Linked DNA regions of Triticum aestivum: region 1 is linked to region 2. Evidence: chromatin contacts called from public Hi-C data. All regions are on one chromosome and are shown on one strand. Each heading gives the region's core, a stretch centred on a gene start, on an enhancer-like site or on the middle of the called end of the contact. The rest is flanking DNA. Distances are from core to core; before and after follow the strand shown.

Region 1 (3,717 bases), core at 738-3,237, 420 kb before region 2:
CGAAGAGATCACGTTGGCGGCTAGGGTGTCCGATCTGGATCCCATTCGGATCTGGATGGTGGTTCCTCGAGCCGTCGTGCGCATCCTTTGTTCCGGCGCGGCAAGCGGCCTCTGGACTAGGCACGCGACACGAGGACGTCGGGGGCTTCGGCCCTTGGCATGGAGGTGGTGGCCATCTTCTTCACCGGAGGTGGTCGGCTAGATGGTTGTGAATTCTCGCATCCAGTCCCGGCATACAGTGGGGAGACGGGGCTGCCGGTGAAAACCGTGCTATGACTCGGGTCATGGCGGGCGATGGCGGCGTTTTCGCGTCGTTATCTTGTTGAAGACATCGCCTCTGCAGCTTCTGTCGACTTGCTTGCGCTGCTCTGGGTGAAAACCTTGATCCGGAGTTTCCGTATCGGACGATGGCGGTGCTTTTGGGGCGTCGATTTCCCTCATGGGGGCATCGTTTTTTGAGCAGCGGCTGGATGCAGGACGAGAGGACGGATTCTTTGGTGGAGCGGTGCAGCATCTCACTCATTGATGGCGGCGGGTCTCGGCGGCATGGCGCCGTGGTGACTCTGCGTCCGATGCGCAGAGATGGACTCGCGCAGGAGGGTGACGCGGTCTGGCGTCGTGGTGGCGTCGACGGCAGCTAGACGGGGCAAGGTAGATGCAGCAGTACAGCTCTGAAGATGGATTGGTGGCAGGTGGCTGTGGCGGCCTCAGACCCGGCAGGCGTCCTGGTTGAGGAGTGCACCGGACTGGTAGGTGGCCCATACCCGGCAGGCGTCCTGGATGGGACCTCAGGTCATAGATGTTAGGTTTGGCTGCGAGGTCTGTTTGGTATTAGGCCCAGACTATCAGCATCCCTTCATCTCTTGGATAGGAGTAGTGACACTTTTGTTGCCTAGACGGTGGCTTCAGTCTTACTGTTGTATGACTTTGTAAGGTTTTGTGTGAATAATTAATAAAGTGGCTGCATGCATCGTTCACATGCAGAGGCCGGGGTCCTCCTCCATTTCAAAAAAAAATCGTGTGTGCACACGGATTTTGCGCGCTCGGAAGAATAATATGGAGATCTCCCGTTGCGACGATATAGTTTACGCTGCATTATTAGCAGAGTTGTAGTTGCTGGTCTGCACAAGCTTCCCTCCCAACCTCCCGGTTTTGTGGAAGGCCTTGCTTTGTTTAACAGGTCCGGTTTCTAACTCGGTGAATTGGTATGGTCCGGCAGCATTTTCCTTGTGAGTTTGAAGCTAATTAGTTAGGTGGTAGCCGATTCTTCAGAATTCGATCTCAGTTTTATATAGTTCACGCTGCATATCCTTTTTCTGTCAGAGCTGGTGGCGGATTTCACTAATCCAGCAAGAGCGTGAGTAAAATAAAAAATCACAGCTTCTTATTCTCAAGCAGTTCTGCTTACTGAAAAAGAAAAGAAAAGAAAAACTTTGTTCAATTCTGCAATGTGCGTACATAAAGTGATGTTGTTATAGACAAAACAAAGTTGAGGGCCTGACATGAGACAAGGGGGGGACACAACGACTCAAGTTTGTCGCCCCACGGTCATGAACACTTAATGGAAAACGAGAGAAAACCGAACTGGCCCGAATGCTTAATTAATCGATTAGGTGCAAGTACTTATCCTTCCTTCAGGCAGCTAACGTACATGGCTACATGCCTGCTTTCTTTCTACTCGCCAAAACAAAACAATCTATTTTTTGACATATATGGGTCGAAATAGTACGTTTCGATCATCCATTTTTAAACTTGATCTCACACATGTTGAGCATTGCATTACATTGTGGTTTTAATTATATATCCATGTTTCAACTCTTGATGAATCACCAAACGTGGTGCTAATCGCATGCTGATTCGTACTACAGTACTAGTAGATGACTAGATGGAGCATAAACAACTTTGGTGCCGCACTATTCTATCCCAAGGTGTGACGCTCACAACACTGCCATTAACAAAATCCAGACCCTGAATAAATAGGCCAAACAGCAGCAGCAGAGCAGGGCCGAGCGGAGCCGAGCAGAGCAATCTTCTTCTTCTTCGTTCTCTCTTCAATGGCCAAGATCCAGCCCCTCCCTGCGCCCCCCTCGCCGTCGTCCTCCGATGATCACCTCCAGGGCCAGCGGGCCAGGCAGGCATACACGGTGTGGATGAAGTCGCTGGTGTTCAACGGCAACGGCTGCGCGGTCTACGGCCCCGACGGCAGCGTCGCCTTCCGCGTCGACAACTACGGCTGCAGGGGCGGCCGCGAGGTCCTCCTCATGGACCGCGCCGGCAACGCCCTCATCAGGTTCAGGCGCAAGGGCTTCGGCATGTTCAGGAGATGGGAGGTCTGCCGGTATGAGGAGGGGGAGGAGGCGACGGCGTGGTTCAGCGTTCGGCGGGCCAAGAAGGGCGGGGCCGCCGTGGCGATGCACGGCGGCGCAGCGACCTGCTACAGGATCGACGGGGGCTGTGCGCGCAAGCCTGAGTACAGAGTGAGCGGTGTAGATGGCTCGGTCGTGGCGGAGGTGGCGCGGAAGCAGACGGCGGCGGGGGTGGTGCTGGGGGAGGACGTGCTGACGCTGACGGTGGCGCCGGAAATGGATCAGCTGCTCGCCCTGGGCTTGGTCGTCGTGCGTGGCCTCATCAACCGCTCCTTGTGAGTTGTGACCCTCTTCTTCTAGTTCAGGTTCAGGTCTCTGTAGGAAGCAACGTTTTTTTCTGACGAACAATTCATCAAGTTTTTTCCCATGCCGATTGGCATGGTGACTCTTTTTGGTGTATGACTTTTCCCCCTTTCTCAAAGGGTTTTTCACGACCATAGTTTCAACACAATGAAACAAGGTTACACGGTGATTGTATAAATCTTTGGATGTGTTCGGTTTCCAGGTTGTCTATGTGTTATCCTCAGTTTGTGGGAGTACTTAGTTTAGTTGTACAATGAAACACAAATGTTAGCCTATGAGACTCCAATTTAAGACTTTATGATCCCACACAGAATAAATTGAGAGGCATCAAAAATGTTTCTACATCGGCCTCTTGGAGAAGAGGCTGATACACACAAAAACGTTAGCCAGTCACTACTCACTGGCATACACAGCAAGCAGCAGTTATCGCACTGAGAATGGCTAGCACGAAGAAGAAAGTTGAGTTGGGCACACCACAACTTCAACGCAAAGAAGAAAGAAAGAGCGCGCGTCAACATCAGCCTACCAAAACGACGTCTGTGCCACTGCCAGCCTTATTAAACTCAGTCAATTTATCGAGGAAACCGGAGTACAAAGTGTGTACAACAAGCGGAAGACCAGTACGCATAGGCGGCGACGGAGATAGCTGCCGGCTTGAAAAAGAGCAGGCGAGCAGCAGACCGTCTCTCTCCCTCCCTCCCAAAAGGTTGCAATAATTCACGGGGCTGAGATGTACAATACGTGACAAGTGGTGGCCAATATGAACTTGAGCCTATAACCGGAGAAAAAGAAAAAATTGAGCCCATTTGCCCTTGGCGGTGCCTGGCCACATGATGAGCAACATCACACTCGGCTGTCAGTGGACCTGAAATACAACTCCACGTCTAGTTTGACCTTCTCAAACCACCAATCTGGCTCGTCCTTTTCATCAAGATTTTTGCTGATATTTTTTAACAATAAAAAAAGACCTGGTTGATTATGCGCCATCTTCATTTTGTAGCAGCTCACACTTTCCATAACATACCTGACAGTTGCATCCAGAATTTGT
Region 2 (3,459 bases), core at 929-3,428:
TCGTCTAAATTCCCCCTGGTTTGCTAATTATATATGATTTAAGTGGACATTGCCACTTCCATCCTGTATTTTTCGTATTTCTATGTTTTGAAATACGAGGAGGAGGAGGGCGAGGCGGAGCCGGCGCTTCCGGTTGCCGAAGCCGGATTCGGCATGCCCGATGCGCTAGGCAAGTTTAAGGTCGCCCAAGCGGAGCAGGCAGAGGAACAACAGACCATCCTGGACTCCATCCGATTGGAGGCGGAGGTGGAGGCAAACCGTCGCTACATCCACCAGCAACGAGCGGAGGCAGACGCAATCTTCATGGACATGTAGTCCGATGAGTAGCCGGAGCCGCCGCGGCAGGCAGCCATCTGCCAGATGGCACGTCCGCCTGGCACTCCCGTCATGGACGTCGTCTTCATCTCCGGCAACGAGTAGGCTAGGTTTATCTATATAGCATGTATTACATAGCTTTTGTATCTTGCATGATCTAGTATGGTCATAAGGACTAAAGTTTGAGATATGAGGTTGCAACTGATGGAAAATGAGTGTTGACCGGTCGTTGTTCGCGGATTTTGCTATGTCCGGTTTGTGACACATTCTATTAGGCTGGATATGAGGTCCGGTTTGCCATGCCGGATCCGGCCCACGCTGGCCCGCCCAAACCACACATATTCACCCCCATCCGCGTCCCGGGCGAACCCTAGCCACTCCACTCCGCACCTAAGCTCCTTTCCGGGCTTCTCTGGCATGGCGGGCAGCGGATCTGACTTTGAGATCTCCCGATCCGTCGACTGGGACTTCGTACCATGTGGGGATGAGGAGGACATGAACGTTCGCATGGCTCTCCGCCGCTCCCGGGAGTGCGCCCGATCGCGGTTGGACTCGATGTAGCGGGAATCCATTGCGTTCACGTAGATGGTGCTTGGATCTGGTGGGGCTGGTGGCTCGTGGCGCATGACGACGCCCTCACCGGACACGACGACCACCATCCGACACTGTGACTCTAGGTTTGCGGCGCAATGCCTTTGACATCGCCTTGTCCCCGTGCGTTGGGCTCTTAGTCAGAGGTCAATGCCGGCATGTCTCACGGCCCGTCCGCTGTAAACGTGTGACGTGCCTGCAGTGCGAGGAAGAGGGTGCATGACAATGTGCCAGGCCTCGAGGGCGAGGTTGCGCAGGCGGAGTCGCACACCGCCTTGGACAATGAAGCCCTCCGTGCACGCATCATCGACAACGGTGCACGCCCTTGCAAGGGGCCAAAGACGGGCGATCTATGCCAAGGCAGGACTGCTCCCCAAAGAGGAGAAGGAGGAAGCCAGTGACGGGTCGGACAGCTCCGATAGTGAGTAGATCCGACTCAATCTATTTTGCGTATTCGACTGCTACTTCCACGACAAAACGACAAGGGCAAGGGTCGTCATGGATGAACTTTCGCCATAGCTCTAGTTTGTTGAAGATGCCAATTTTCGGTAGTCCGATGGCTTGTACTCCCTCTGTTCCTAAATATAAGTCTTTTTAGAGATTCCAATAGAACTACATATGGATGTATTTTAGAGTCTTTTTAGAGTTTAGCCTGTATTGAAATATCTAAAAAGATTTATATTTAGAAACGGAGGAAGTATAAACTAGCAGGGCATATGTCAATTTTTGATTGTCCGATGGCATGCATGATGAAGTAGTCGGACGTCGTGTGTGGGATCGAGAAGTATTACTTGAGTTAGTTTACGCCGCATGTAACTATGTGGGTTTGAAGATTTGCTAACGGGGTGCCCGGTTGTGGACGCAGGCATTTGAGGATTCATGAATCATATGTCTGTGGACGTTAGAGGGTCGGGTATGGTAGGTCCAGCTGTAGATGCTCTCATATATTAATAATGGTCTTATTATATATTTTGATTTTGAGACGAAGGAAGTAGTACATTTTATAGTATGGTATGGTCCACACGCCAACGCTGACGGCCTTGTCGTCAGTCAGCCTCAGTTGGCTGGCTGGCTGGCGCGTCTCAACGTTTTTTCCTTCCTTCCTTCCTTGAACAGAGCGGGCACGCGGCCAACTACCAGTTTTGGCTTGGGGGTCTGCCTTGGACGGGCCTGGCCTTGAAGTTGAACCCCTTCCCTTCGCTGTCACGAGAAAGAGAAAGATCCCCGATTCCTCTTCTGCGGCGCTGCTGATCAACGCCGGCCCGCCGGTCGTACGAGTACCACCGTCCGCCAACGACTTCCGTCGGCTCCAGTCCAGAGGACCGGCTACGCGCCATCCGCCACACGATCTCTCCTTCTCGTTCGTGTTCGTTCGTTAAAACCCTTCCTTTTGTCCGCGCGACCTACGCCAGCTCTTTTCCTTTCGCATATCCTACTATTCTCTTCTCTCCTCCCCTGTCCCAGTCCCCCACCGGCCCCGCCCTCCCCGCCACGCCACCTCTCACCTCCCGCGTCTCACCGGCAGCCGCCGCCACCATGCCGCCGCTCCCGACGATGACCCACTCCTCCTCCTTCCTCCTCCCGTCCCCTTCCCCGCCTGCTCCTCCGACCGGCGCCGACGCCGAGAACGCGGTCTCCTACGCCGTCGTCGTCCTCAACCAGCGCCTCCCGCGCTTCGCGCCCCTGCTCTGGACCCGAGGTAACCAACCAGCCCAACCAATGCGCCCCTCCCTCTCTCTCCTCCCCAACGCTGCGGCCTCTTCTCATTACTGTCCTGATGGCTTCGCCTCTCTGTCGTGTGCTAAACTGACGCTGTTCCTGTGTCGTCCCGTGCGCAGCGCGGCTGCGGGTGTGCGCGGACGGCGGCGCAAACAGGGTCTTCGACGGCATGCCGGACCTGCTCCCCGGCGAGGACCCCGACGAGGTCCGCGTCAGGTGATTAATCAAAGTCTTCTCTGCCTTGCTTTTTCTTTAGCCTGATAGCTGCGTGCCTACGCTTCCCACCTGTTCCTGGTTGACTCTGCCTCTCCGCGGATCAATGCCCATCACGTGCTTGTTGGAATGCGTCTGAGATAGCTGTAAAATAAAATAAAATTCCTTTTGGTTTGTATGCCTGTGCTGTTGCGTGCAAGCATAAACGCTGGCATGCCAATGAGTTCTGACGAGCCTTTGGTTGACCTATTTTGGCATGGTCCTTCTCAGCATCTGCCTTGTTTGTTTTCGCAATACATTGTACGCTATATTTGGTACGGTATGTGTTTAGTCAAAAACTCCAAGTTACCCCTTATATGCCTTGCCTGCATGTGCTCGGCCACAAATTCAGAGTTTTCTTGAGACGAGACGAATCAACTACTTCAGCTAAACAACTGTCAGTCTCTGTCATTTTTGAATGGCTGATACGCATTTTCACTTGTTATTCTTCTTGAAACATACTCTATCAGTACAAAGTTCAACTCTGCTTGGGTTATCTATGTAATGCTCAAGAGTTGTTTATATGAAGGAAAAATGTTCTCAAGTTTACCTAAGGTGCCACCAGAGGGCTTGGCAGATTAA

The links. A called contact is a pair of places that touch in the nucleus more often than the background predicts.
Region 1: a Hi-C map of leaf shows a contact between it and region 2, with 2.4 times the contacts expected there. The contact joins the promoter of LOC123075355 here to the promoter of LOC123080433 in region 2. A contact is called at or near these places in 2 of 5 Hi-C or Micro-C datasets (both in leaf).

Annotation. Positions count from the first base shown.
Region 1 is chr3D:553,172,820-553,176,536 of IWGSC CS RefSeq v2.1, reverse strand. LOC123075355 (protein LURP-one-related 11-like) reads left to right here and starts at 1,987. Exons shown (of 1, transcript XM_044497983.1): 1 at 1,987-2,863. The coding sequence starts at 2,055. The coding sequence ends at 2,645.
Region 2 is chr3D:552,752,987-552,756,445 of IWGSC CS RefSeq v2.1, reverse strand. LOC123080433 (thiamine pyrophosphokinase 1) reads left to right here and starts at 2,178. Exons shown (of 6, transcript XM_044503359.1): 1 at 2,178-2,605; 2 at 2,745-2,841. The coding sequence starts at 2,443.